Regions from separate parts of the Mus musculus genome. Here all the other regions are linked to region 1. A link is a contact called in public HiChIP or PLAC-seq data. All regions are on one chromosome and are shown on one strand. Each heading gives the region's core, a stretch centred on a gene start, on an enhancer-like site or on the middle of the called end of the contact. The rest is flanking DNA. Distances are from core to core; before and after follow the strand shown.

Evidence for each region. HiChIP or PLAC-seq counts read pairs in DNA pulled down with a chosen protein or histone mark.
Region 2: a contact with region 1 is called in an H3K4me3 HiChIP or PLAC-seq map of bone marrow-derived macrophages, with 2.7 times the contacts expected there. The contact joins the enhancer-like site here to the promoter of Gab2 in region 1. A contact is called at or near these places in 3 of 484 Hi-C or Micro-C datasets (bone marrow-derived macrophages, macrophages and myocytes), 8 of 115 datasets of contacts at active chromatin or transcription factors (the HPC-7 cell line, bone marrow-derived macrophages, embryonic stem cells and 4 more) and 2 of 9 other capture datasets (adipose tissue and liver).
Region 3: an H3K27ac HiChIP or PLAC-seq map of bone marrow-derived dendritic cells shows a contact between it and region 1, with 1.8 times the contacts expected there. The contact joins the enhancer-like site here to the promoter of Gab2 in region 1. A contact is called at or near these places in 1 of 15 datasets of contacts at CTCF or cohesin (CD8 T cells), 6 of 484 Hi-C or Micro-C datasets (bone marrow-derived dendritic cells, bone marrow-derived macrophages, peritoneal macrophages and 1 more), 5 of 115 datasets of contacts at active chromatin or transcription factors (CD8 T cells, bone marrow-derived dendritic cells, bone marrow-derived macrophages and 1 more) and 2 of 9 other capture datasets (adipose tissue and pancreatic islet).

What each region holds. Positions count from the first base shown.
Region 1 is chr7:97,079,689-97,083,635 of GRCm38.p6, forward strand. Gab2 (growth factor receptor bound protein 2-associated protein 2) reads left to right here and starts at 2,063. Exons shown (of 10, transcript NM_010248.2): 1 at 2,063-2,218. The coding sequence starts at 2,138.
Region 2 is chr7:97,134,375-97,138,321 of GRCm38.p6, forward strand. The region is part of intron 1 of Gab2 (growth factor receptor bound protein 2-associated protein 2); the gene reads left to right. Among named protein-coding and RNA genes, the nearest start is that of Gab2, 55 kb to the left of the region's middle. Within about 2 kb of position 2,212, at least 28 of the 459 cell types and tissues checked have an H3K27ac peak or open chromatin away from gene starts, as enhancers often do. A contact at or near this core is called in the HPC-7 cell line, adipose tissue and bone marrow-derived macrophages, where this site is marked.
Region 3 is chr7:97,039,965-97,043,911 of GRCm38.p6, forward strand. Nars2 (asparaginyl-tRNA synthetase 2 (mitochondrial)(putative)) reads left to right here. Exons shown (of 14, transcript NM_153591.4): 11 at 1-72. Among named protein-coding and RNA genes, the nearest start is that of Gab2, 40 kb to the right of the region's middle. Within about 2 kb of position 2,282, at least 12 of the 459 cell types and tissues checked have an H3K27ac peak or open chromatin away from gene starts, as enhancers often do. A contact at or near this core is called in bone marrow-derived dendritic cells, where this site is marked.

The DNA.
Region 1 (3,947 bases), core at 813-3,312:
TTGCTAAACAAAACCAACCCAGACTAATAGTTGATGAGTCTCCCCGCCTGTGTCTTAAATCTCACAATTCTCGGATTAGTATTCCCGCTCTCCTAGGAGAGGGTAGGGCATATGTCTGCTTGACTTCCATCACAACCCTAGGTGCAGCCAGTCTTTGCAGATTTCTCAGGCTGCAATCCTGGAGATTTGGCACCAGGACTCAAATGTGAATGGAATCAGGGTTGCTTTGTTGTGACTGGGAGTCACTGCCTCCTGGTTGACTTGGCAGACTAAGTATTTTGATATTTATGTCTCACAAAGTGTTTAAGGTCCTGGGAGCCAGAGGTTTTAAAATGGCCATAATTCTAGTGGTGGCTTAAGAATCCCTAAATTAAAAAGTCAAGGGTGATTATGGTCCCAGATACAGCCTAAGCATTCTAGCTTCATGTTCTGTGGAGCTACTCTGGATACTTGAAGGTCAGTGGAATGGGTCAAAGGTCCCTTCATCTCTCAGAGTGACTAGAATTGCTAAGCACAGGTAGGAATCAGCTTTTATAATTGAAATGGTTAAAGATTCCCCAATCCAAACAAAATCTGTTAGACTAAAAGATGTCCAACTATCTAAAATAACTAGCTTTGGTGCACCCAGAGAGAAGACTAAAATAATCCAGAAAACAAAGGTTATGCTGAGGCATTGCAAGATGCTGCCTCTCCGGTTCATGCATCAACCACACAACTCCCTGTTGATAAAGTGGGTTACTAAGCAACTTCATGAGAAACTAGAAGGGAACCTACCTTTTAAATGCTGTTTGGAAAGGTACTTTGTGAGTTAAAAAAAGAACTCTTACCAAAGGTTTTGGTTTTGCTTTTCTTTTTCCTCCACTTTCCCCCTGGAGCACTGGTGTTGGGTGTTTGCTTCCTGGTCCTTTATCTCAACCCTCTCAGCACAAGCCAGTGAGAAAAAGATCTCTATATTCACATTTATATAGGAGAGATCTCTTATAAAGTCAATGAGTGGAAACTCTGGACATTTTTATCACAATTTCTTGTTCTTTTATACCTCCTTGTTTTCCAATTCATTGTGTTCTGCAAAACTTACAGTTTCCTTTTACTGGATTCAGTTTTCCCAGAGGCACTATGGGAGAGCGCCAGCTGGACTTTGTTTCTCAGCAATAAGATCTAGTCCCGTCCAGTCCCCCCACACCCCCCCCCCAAGCACCCTTTGATCTACAGACATTACTGCAGTAATGTCACTCTGGGAAAAAAAAAAAAAAACAGGAGAGAAGATTCCCCTCCCCTCCTCCCAAAACACCTGGATTAGAAAGGCCTGCATTGTGTCAGCTGTGTGGCTTCAGGCTATCTGTAAAATGGGTATAATTATGACCTATCCAATTTGTAAGGCAGTGAAGATAATCGCTGTGGAAGGTGAATGCAGTAAGCTCCCAGCACACAGTATGTCTGTTTGCTGCTTCTCTGGCCTAGAGATGTGAGAGTTAACTTACAGTGAAGCAGGACTCATTTCAGCCAGAATCGGACTTACTGAAACCTGAAACTGTGGGAATGGACAGGAAACCGGAGCAGTCCTTGGATCTCTGTCCTACTCTTCCACGACGCTGGGGAAGAGGGGTTGAGCATAGGCTCAACGTTCGACCTAGGGTGGATAGCCTCTGGCCTTCCCTCACCCTAGCACCGGCACCACCCAGAGGTCTTCACGACCCCGCCTGCAGCTCCAGGCTTAGAGGGGGGAAAAAACCAACAACAGCCACCAAGACCCTGAGGACGCAGCTGCTGGCGACAGCTCGTCTCACGGCCTCCGGGCCTGTGGGGTCCAGGCTAACTGGCCTCTGCGCCGGCTGCCCTCGGGGACCTCGCGGGGCTGTGGGCGTGGCGAGCGCCCGCCTGCTGAGGCGCCCTGGTGGGGCTGTGTGTGTGTGTGTGTGCGCGCGCGCGCGCGCGGCCGGAGGGCGGGGGGGGGGGGTGGAACTCGAGCGCGCGCAGGCAGCCGGGCCCGCGCGCCTCACTGCCTCGTCCTCGCCCCGGGGCTGCCGGGCCCCTCCCCTCCCCCGCGAGCCGCGCACCGGCAGCCGGCTGACCCAGCAGCCCGCGCCCGCGCCCTTGTCCGCGCGAGCCGGCGGCGGGCTCCAGTTTAGCCGGCGACATGAGCGGCGGCGGCGGCGACGACGTGGTGTGTACCGGCTGGCTGAGGAAATCGCCTCCCGAGAAGAAGTTGAGGCGCTATGTGAGTGAGGCGAGCGGGCGAGCGGGCGCGGCCCGGCGGGAGGGCGGCCGGGGGCTGTCCCGCGGCCTCGGAGATGGGGGCGCTGAGAGAGGCCGGGCGCGGCGAGCCGGGGCCCCGCGGCCTCCGAGGGCGAGAGCGGCGGGCGCGAGTGGGGCGCCTCACACCTGTCACAGGTGCGCCGCCGAGGGGCGGGGCGCAGGTCGGGGCTGCGGCTGCCGCCTGCCTCCCCGAGAACTCCTCGCTCGCCGAGCCGAAGTTTGGAGCGATTGTTCCGGGCGACCGGGAGAGTAAAACGCCCGGGGCCGAAGGAGCCGAGTCGCCCCGATCGGGAGGGTAGGCTGAGGGGCCGCGCGGCCCCGGGCCCACAAAGGGCGAGGCGCCGGCGCCCCTCTCCCGGTCCCTTTCTCTGTCCGCCCCTCCCCGGTGGCCGCCTTGCTTCCTTCCAGTCTGCGGCCACTACATCACGGGCAGCGTCAGCGGCATGTGCAGCGCTTGTATTAAGTGACTCATTTGTTTGTCCCCCTTCTTTCCCATTATTCCGAATGTTTCTCACATACCCCCCCCCCCCACACACACACACCGCGGTCCTCCGCCCCACGGGGTGACACTGCAGTTTGGTCCTCAATAACTGGCCAGAGTTTTGTGTCGTCTGGTGTCTGGGGTCTGAAGATGTGGCTCTGAATTGCTAGGTGGTGCGAGCTGGCTGTGTGTAGTGAAATTGGTGGGACGGGCCGTCCCCTCTACGTGAGAAACTGGCAGTTGGGGTCGGGGCACCCACTTCTTGTCTACCGAGCTCAGAGAACAAAATGGTGCCAGGATCCGAGATTGGGGTAGTCTGAGGAGTTTAGAAACGGAAAGTCCGTTAAAGGAGTGCAGGTCCTCCCATCTTCTCGCTCTCCACTTGCCAAGAATCGTCCTTGTTCTGCTGCCTGGGAGTGCTGGACTCTGAGAAATCACTCCCACAGCCTGGAAGTGAGCGGTCGCTTCCAGCTGCAGTGCATCAAGGGAGCTCCCAACAGACCCTGCCCTCTGTCAGCTGCACTAGTGGCTGGCCATGGGGGACAGAAGCTTACCAGAGTTTCCTGTCTCTACTCCCCAGATCAGAATCAAGGGACTTCTGGCCTCTGGACTGAGGAAGTGACATTCTGTTTTTCAAAGGAAGTGTTGTTGGGGAGTGCAAGTGTGTCAATGAAACCAGGCTCTGACTTAGGTCACTTGCTTGCTGGGAAGAGGGGGCAGGGGGAAGGGCAGGGAATCTAAGGATTTAGTGCATGCCTTTTGAAAATGGACAGAGATTTGGCATACAGTAATATAGTAGGGGTGTTTAAGCTTGAAAGCTCATTTGGGGGGGGGAGTTGATATGAGTAAAATATTTTAATTACTAGGAGCTTTTTCTTTTGTTTTGTTCTGTTGCCTGTTGCTGTAGCCTAGGCTTGAACTGCCAGCACTTACACTTGGGAAACAAGAGACAGGAGGATCAGAGGTTCAAAACCAGCCTAGCTTGCTACTTGAGACCCTGTCTCTCATTTGCATACCAAACAACACACACACACACACACACACACACACACACGCACGCACGCACGCGCGTGCCCATCATGGATGCACACAACTTCAAGATGGCTTAATGGGTAAAAGCAGTGTCCCTTAAGCCTGTTGACTTATGTTTGATCCTCTGGAACCCATATAAAGATGGAAGAAGAGTTCTGACCTACACACTCACGCTGTG
Region 2 (3,947 bases), core at 962-3,461, 55 kb after region 1:
AAGAGATCAAGGGAATACAAATTGGTAAAGAAGAAATAAAGGTTTCACTATTTGCAGATGATGTGAAAGATGAGATGAGATGATAGAATACATAAGTGACCCCAAAAATTCTACCAAACTTCTCCAGCTGATAAACAACTTCAGCAAAGTGGTTGTTTATAAAATTAACTCAAATAAATCAGTAGCCTTCCTTTATACAAATGATAAACAGGCTGAGAAAGAAATTAGAGAAACAATTCCCTTCACAATAGCCACAAATAGCATAAAATATCTTGGGGTAACTCTAACCAAACAAGTGAAATATCTGTATGACAATAACTTCAAGTCTCTCAAGAAAAAAATTGAAGAAGAGCTCAGAAAATGGAGAGATATCCCATGCTCATGGATTGGAAGAATTAACATAGTAAAAATGGCCATCCTACCAAAGGCAGTCTATAGATTCAGTGCAATCCCCATCAAAAGCCCAACACAGTTCTTCAAAGACATGGAAAGAGCAACTCTCAAATTCATCTGGAAAGGCAAAAAAAAAAAAAAAAAACCAAAAAACAAACAAACAAAAAAAAACAGAATAGTGAAAACAATTTTTAACAATAAGAGAACAGCTGGGGGACTCACCATCCCTGACCTCAAGCTTTATTACAGAGCAATAGTGATAAAAAAAATGCATGGTATTGGTACAGAGACAAGACAAGACATCTTCCTGAGGATTAGTCCCTTGATCTGGTAATTAACCAGTCCAACTAGATCAATTATTCATTTATGTTTTGAGTGGCTTGAAGTATTAGGTCTCTACCCAGGTTAAGAAATTTCAACCTATTGACCAAAAGGAATTAGTTTTCCCTTAATGGGACTTTACTGTTTTGTTGTTTTAGTTGGTTCATTTTTGTTTTTCAAGACAGCATTTCGCTGTGTAATCTTGGCTGTCTTGGAATTCACTCTGAAGACCAGGCTGGCCTCGTACTCAAAGAGATCTACCTGCCTCTGTGTCTGAAGTGCTAGAAGCAAAGTCATGCACCACCACCCCTGGTTTGCTGTGTCAATTTTTAAAAAATGAAATTGATTTAAAAAGTAGCATGCAGGGTACTAGAGAGATGACTCAGTGGTTAAGAACACTGGCTGCTCCTCAAGGGACCTGGGTTCAATTCCCAGCACCCAAATGGCATGTCACAACTGTAACACCAGTTTCAGGGGATCCATCACTCTCACACAAACACATGCAAGGGTAAAACGCCAATGCATGTGAAATAAATATTTTTAAGTGGCATGCATTGTATCCAAAAAGAGCATTCATAAAACTTTGAAATTCAAGCTGGACTTAGTGGTGCATGTCTTTAATCCCAAAAATTGGTAGGCAGAGGCAGGTGGATCTCTGTGATTTCAAAACCAGTTTGATCTACATAGTTCCAGAACAGCAAGGGCTCCATAGAGAGACCATGTTTCAAACAAACAAACAAACTTATAAACTCTAAAGTTCAATGCATTTCTAAGTATTATACTACAATTTAAATAGCATTTGATTAGTTTGCAGTCAATAGCCCTTGAACTAGACAGGGATGGTATTAGAATAAGAGAGTTCTAGGATTAAAAATTTTAATGAGCAATGTAGAAAAAAATGCTAGAGTATAGGTTGTGTTTTATGTCAAAACCTTTTGACTGAACAATTACATTTTTTTCTCTGCCTTATGTTCTTCTTTCCCATCACCCTGCATCTCGTGGACTTTACCCATTTGCTTCTCAGGGCTAACTTAAAGGCAATTTCCTTAACACCTCCCTGGTTCTGGTATCAATGGTGCATATTAAGTACATCATATACTTTAGAACTTTTCCTTTAACCATTCAGATTCATTCTTTGGGCATCTACCTTCTCTGTTAATAGGTTGTGTTATCTGGCTTTTGGCTTTTTTGTGTTTGTGGGGTTTTGGTTATTTTTTTCTACTTAAAAAAATTCTGTTTTACTTCTAGATTACAAGCTTCTGGAATGCAAACACCTTTATTTATCTGTATATTCTCAGTGCTTTATATCTAGTACAGGATAGGTGCTTCAGGAATTTTAGCATAAATATCTTTAAGAAAAATACATAGCGGATTAGTCAATAAAACACTTAATGAACACTCACTGTCTGTCTGAATTGTGGCTGGTGTGACGATGGGTACTGCTATGTTTAGGAAAGCACTGTCATCTTCTGAGAATATTAAGAAGTGGAAGCATAAGCTCACAGGATTGCTGACAGAGACATAATGTTCACGTGTAGCTGCCTGCTTGTTTATGCAGCTAATGTGTAAGTTCCCCTTTCTGTTTTTGAATATTAGTCTTCAGAACCAGACAGGAAGCATGTCTTTCCATTTCAATTAATTTTCTCAGGAATTAGGCACCCATCTTTTTTTCTGATATAATGACCAAGCAGATATAAAAAAAGGTTAACTGGAGGGCAAAAGAGATGTCTCACCCTTTTTATTAGTAGTAAGAGGTTTCTTAATAACTCCCTTAACAGTAATGTGGTTGTTGGTATCTACTTGCAGAGACAGCAGTTATTGCTATAATATATTCTGTGGCTGTGCTTTTTAAGTACACATTCTTTTAGAATAATATATCTGCCTTGGCTGTGCTTTTTAAGTACACATTCTTTTAGAATAATATATCTGCCTGATCTTTGAACCTTCTATCTATGAAAGTAAATCTCGTTACCTTTAGCATTAACATCTAATTTGCTGACTATTCACATAGATATAACAGCATTTCTCTAGAGAAATATATCACATAAAGTTTTTTCATTTCTTGGCTTTCAACATTTCTGGATTTTTAAATTTAGTGGTACCTTTTGAAAACAGTTTGCTAGTTACAAAGTATTGTTTTTATTTAGTCTGAGGCTCTCTTTGAATTTGTAGATTCACCTAATTCATACTTTTGTGGTTAAAACAGTAAGGTAATTGACTCTTAACTGGTGAGCCTGATTTGTATTTGTTATGATTATGAAACTATTTAGACTTACCAGAACCATCTACTGTTATAGCTTCTATTGTACTAAATTTTCTATTTCCTCTCTTAATCTTTGGACTGAATATTCTGCCTTTTCTCACTTTGTTTTTGCCCCTCTACTAATTTGGACATTGCGTTTTATGTACTTTATTAGTTTTCCTAGATGTTTTATTATACATGTTTGTTATGGTTTGAAAGCCTATTTCAAAGATTTCACTTTTTATGGGTTTCCTGGTCTCATTGATAGTAGGCATTTTTATGAGATAAATATTTTATAACAGGAATTATGAAATATTGTGTGATTTTTTTAAACATGGTTTATAATTTGTTTACTTATAGGATTTACATATTGTGTGTATTTGTGTGTACATGTCATTATACAAGATTTGTAAATTTTTATAATTACTATACTGAGCCTTTTAATAGTTCTGGATATCAGATATATAAGAAATGTTTTCCCAATTAGTGCTTATAAAAGAAATGTGCCATACACTATTCTGTATGTCTCTTTCCTTCCCTTCCTCCCTCCTTTTTGCTCCTTTCCTTTCTTTCTCTCTTTTCTCTCCTGTGTTACCCACCAGGCCTAGAACTCTCAGTCCTCCTATCTTAGGTCCCAAATCACAGTTATGAGCCAGCATTTCTAGCTCTGCCTAGTCTCTCTTAGTTTTCAATGCATTTAAATTTAAATACTACTTCAAATCTTTTACCCATGGATTTGAGATTCTACCTCTATCATAAGTATTTGATGTATTTCTAATCATTGTTAGAGTTCTTAAAAATTAAATTCCATTGGTTGATTTATGTATATGGAAATCTACTTTGTTTTTTATTAATAAGACTTTGTAGTGTATTCTTACCATATGTTTGCAGTGGTCTTCCTTTACTAATGTTTTTATTTATTTTTTATATGAACTTTAAAATTGCCTTCTAATTTTAATATGTAGAAAATGAATATATTCTCTTAGGGAGT
Region 3 (3,947 bases), core at 1,032-3,531, 40 kb before region 1:
TTTGTCATTAATTATCCATCAGAACTCAAGCCCTTCTACATGAGGGAGAATGAAGATGGTCCTCAGAATACAGTAAGAAGATTATAAGTATGGTTCATGTTCTGAATCCGAATCCTCCTCACCTTGTTTCATTTCATTAACTTTAAAAATATTTTCTTAAATTATATCCATCGGTCTTCCCACAGAGCCCAGTGTTCTATAAACATACTTCTCATTTTTCTCACAGGAGGGGGGTCTTAGTTTAGCAGATTCAAGTGTGAGTGGGTTTCATTTTGCTTTTGATTTTCTTTGAATAACTGAGTTCAGGAAGTAGCCTAGAACACTGGACAACAGCACCAGGTTGATGTCAAGTTCAATATTGATTAGGAGAGTCCTGGGAAAGTAAGCTTGCTGGAGCATTGATAGTATCACTGGCATGATCAGGCAGAAAAACAGTTGGCTTAGAGTTCTTTTGTCTCGGCTATATATAGACACTGTGAGGGGAGGCAATGGAGGGATTGGAGAGTTCTTAGTAGATCACCTGTCAAGGGCCTCATCTGTCTTCTCTATCTGCCTGTATTGGTTCTCTGATTCTTCACTGTTTCTAATTGATTTTACTCTTCTCATTTACTTTCTCTTTATTTTCTTTCTGCTTACAAGATGAGATAGAATATAAAAATATGCTTTGACTTATAAAAGACTTATTAAATTGTTTTATATGTAACATTATTAGTTATGTCTGTGAGACAAATATGTTTATCTCAAAATAGGTCAAAACCTAAATTTTGTTGACCAGTATCTCAGCACTTTTAGAAAATGAAGGTTCAGCCGGGCGTGGTGGCGCACGCCTTTAATCCCAGCACTCGGGGGGCTACAAAGTGAGTTCCAGGATAGCCAGGGCTACACAGAGAAACCCTGTCTTGAAAAACAAAACAAAACAAAAAAAAAAGAAGAAGAAAATGAAGGTTCTACTCCAGCCCACAAGTAAGCAAACCCTCCCCGCCTTCGGTACATAGGTATCGGACTGAAGGTCTACACTGTTATAAGACTGTGTCACAGACTGCCATCTTGTCTTGAAATCCTAGAGCAATTTTGCCTAGAAACTTTTCTCTATTTGCAAATGAAAACTTACAAAGATAATTTAGCTCTACTATCCCTACTCCACAGTTGCACAGTGCATTCTCGTGTTCTGCCCCTCATCACTATACTCCATTCTAGACCGTGGTAAATCCTCTGCTTGAGCCTTTCCTTCTCTGTAAAGACTTGATTTAATTCGGGTTGCCCAGCCACTGGGAACCACCTCACAGCGTCTGTGTAGCAAGTGAAGAATTGGTAACATTATAGCAATGGTCTGTTTCCCCCCCTAAATGTAACTTTCTTGGTCTCCGCTGCACTCCCTCCTGATTGAGCCCTGTCTGCTGGTTTGCACTTTTAGATCAGCTACATTTTCTGCTTCTTTTTTGTTACCTGGATAGTTTCCTCTTTTGCCACCTACTGCAGCAGTTCCTGTTCAGCTCAGTCACCACTCAGTCTTATGTCATTAAGCCCAGGGACTTTCAGAAGTCTTTTTGATTTGATCTATCTGCAACTTTTTATTCTTACAACCCTCTTGTCCGTCAGCTTGTGGCGTCATGTCCTCTCAGTCATCTCTCTTTTCACTGGTCACTCTAATCTCTACAGATTTTTTTCTCCAAGTTTATCAGATGTTGGAACTCCTTAAGTCTAATCCTACATCTTCGCCTTGCCAGGTGACTTCACATGTTCCAATAGCTTATCATTTTTTCTAACATAACGGGAAATTCATTTTATATTTAGCTTCTCTTTAAAATTCTGGACTCATATCTTTATTATTATTTTTGTTATTTATTATTCATTTATTTATTGGAGGGCACACATGCATGCTGCTGTAAATGAGTAGTGTTCACTGTGTGGAACTCAGAGATCCACCTCAGGCCATCAGCCTTAGTGGTGAGCACCTTTATCCCCTGAGCCATGTCATCTGCTCTGGACTCTCTCTTACCGCCTCGGTGATTACTATGTTATGCTAAAGGCTTGTCACAGGCAGCAACCAGAACCAAGTGCATGACTTCTCGCTCCCCTCCCCAGCCATCTTCCATCTGTTCTCGTTCTTCCTTTCAGTAGGGTCTCACTATATAAGCCTGGCTAGCCTGAAACGCAGAGGAGAGCTCAGAGAGGCCCACCTGCCTGTGCCTCTACCTCAGCCCCCTTGGAACTTGGGTTAAAGGCGTGCATCATTGTGTTTGGCCATGAACTTGTAATAGTTTCTTTCATTGTGATTGTGGTAAGCCCACAGCTGAGTCATCTCTGAAATTTCTTTCTCACAGTGAAGTGCAAATCATTACTAGATTCTGACATTTTACATTCTGAAATGTATCTCAAATCCACTTGTTTATTTTCATTTCTGCTTTTATCTTTTAGATTAAGATCTCTTCTGTGTCTTGCCTTCATTTCCCTCTGGCCTCCTAACTGTTCTTCCTGTGCCTGCTCTTTCCTTCACAGTCTGTCTTCATTTTAGCATGAGCTTTTGGAAAATAGAAACTAAAGCTGGGTGTGATATCCCAATTCTATAATTCCATCACTTGAGAAGATGAGACGTTCAAGTTATCTTCATCTACATAGTTTGGGTCCAACTTGGACTAAATGAGACCCTATTTAATAAATAAATAAATAAATAAATAAATAAAATGTAAATCTGGTCATGTTAACCCCTTTCTTAAAACCAGTCAGTAGCCTCCTGCTGCTCCTGTTAAGCTAAGTATAACTGTCCCTGACTCTGAGGCTCTATTACATCCATCTGTGTCACCTCTCTGCCAGTTTGGACATCCTCCTACCTTGGGTTCCTGCATATGCTTTATTCTGAATAGTCTTCCACACCTACATAATTTTATTTATTCTCCAGATCATGTTTTTCTCATAAGAACTTTCTTCGACCATTATAATTAGTCATAAGAGCATCTTTACATGCTGTTCAGCGTCAGACCCAGAGCTGCTCACTTGTTAAGATTTAATGTAACTTTTTACTCATTATTTGAGAATTTCCTATTCGTATGTAATATATATATATATATATATTTCTAGAGGCCACACTTCTAGAGAAAAAAGTCTGACTCTTCCCCCAGCAACCACCAGTTGCCAGTTGTGCCTCAGGGAGGGGTGTGGCCTCAGGAGCCCCTCCTCCTTCTGTTGGAATGCTGGCTGCCTCAGGGAGGGGTATGGCCTCAAGAACCCCTCCTCCTCCTTCTGTTGGAATGCTGGCTGTCTTGGTCTTGTGCAGGTGACCACAGCTGCTCTGAGTTTATAAGTACCATGGCCCTGTCATAGCCAGAGGACAGTATATCACAGCAGTCTACCCTCAAACCTATACTTCCCACCATCCTCATCCATGATGGTAAATGAGTGTGAGATACATGTCTTCTTTGGGGCTGAGCAATCCACAGATACCTGTTCTCTGCACTTTGACCAGTGCTGAGTCTCTGTATTAAGCACTGTCCACTGCAAAAAGAAGCTCCTCTGGTGAGGTCTGAGCCCTGCACTTCTCTATGGGTGTAAAGCTTAATGTTTAAAAGACAGTTTTATCCTTTTACATAGTAAGTAGTAGGAGGTTCTCTTCTAGGGTTTATTATCTTCATAACTACAGGTTCTTGGCCATGAGCCCTAAATCCAGTGAGCAAGTGATTGGTTACCCCCAAAATTCATACCACTGTTTAACACATGATTTTTTACTGACACATGTCACTACTTAATGACTTTTCTTGACCTATAGATCTATTTTTTACTTATCGATACAGCCTCAGTGCCTAGCATAAAGCCAAGGACATGGCAAGTATCTAATAATCTATTTTGTGTAGGGACAGGTGATTGGATGGATACAAACCATCAAAGCTTTAGACACAGGGTGAGCACAAATGCGTAGTAACTTGATTTGTTAAGGAAAGTGGGGCCAGGCT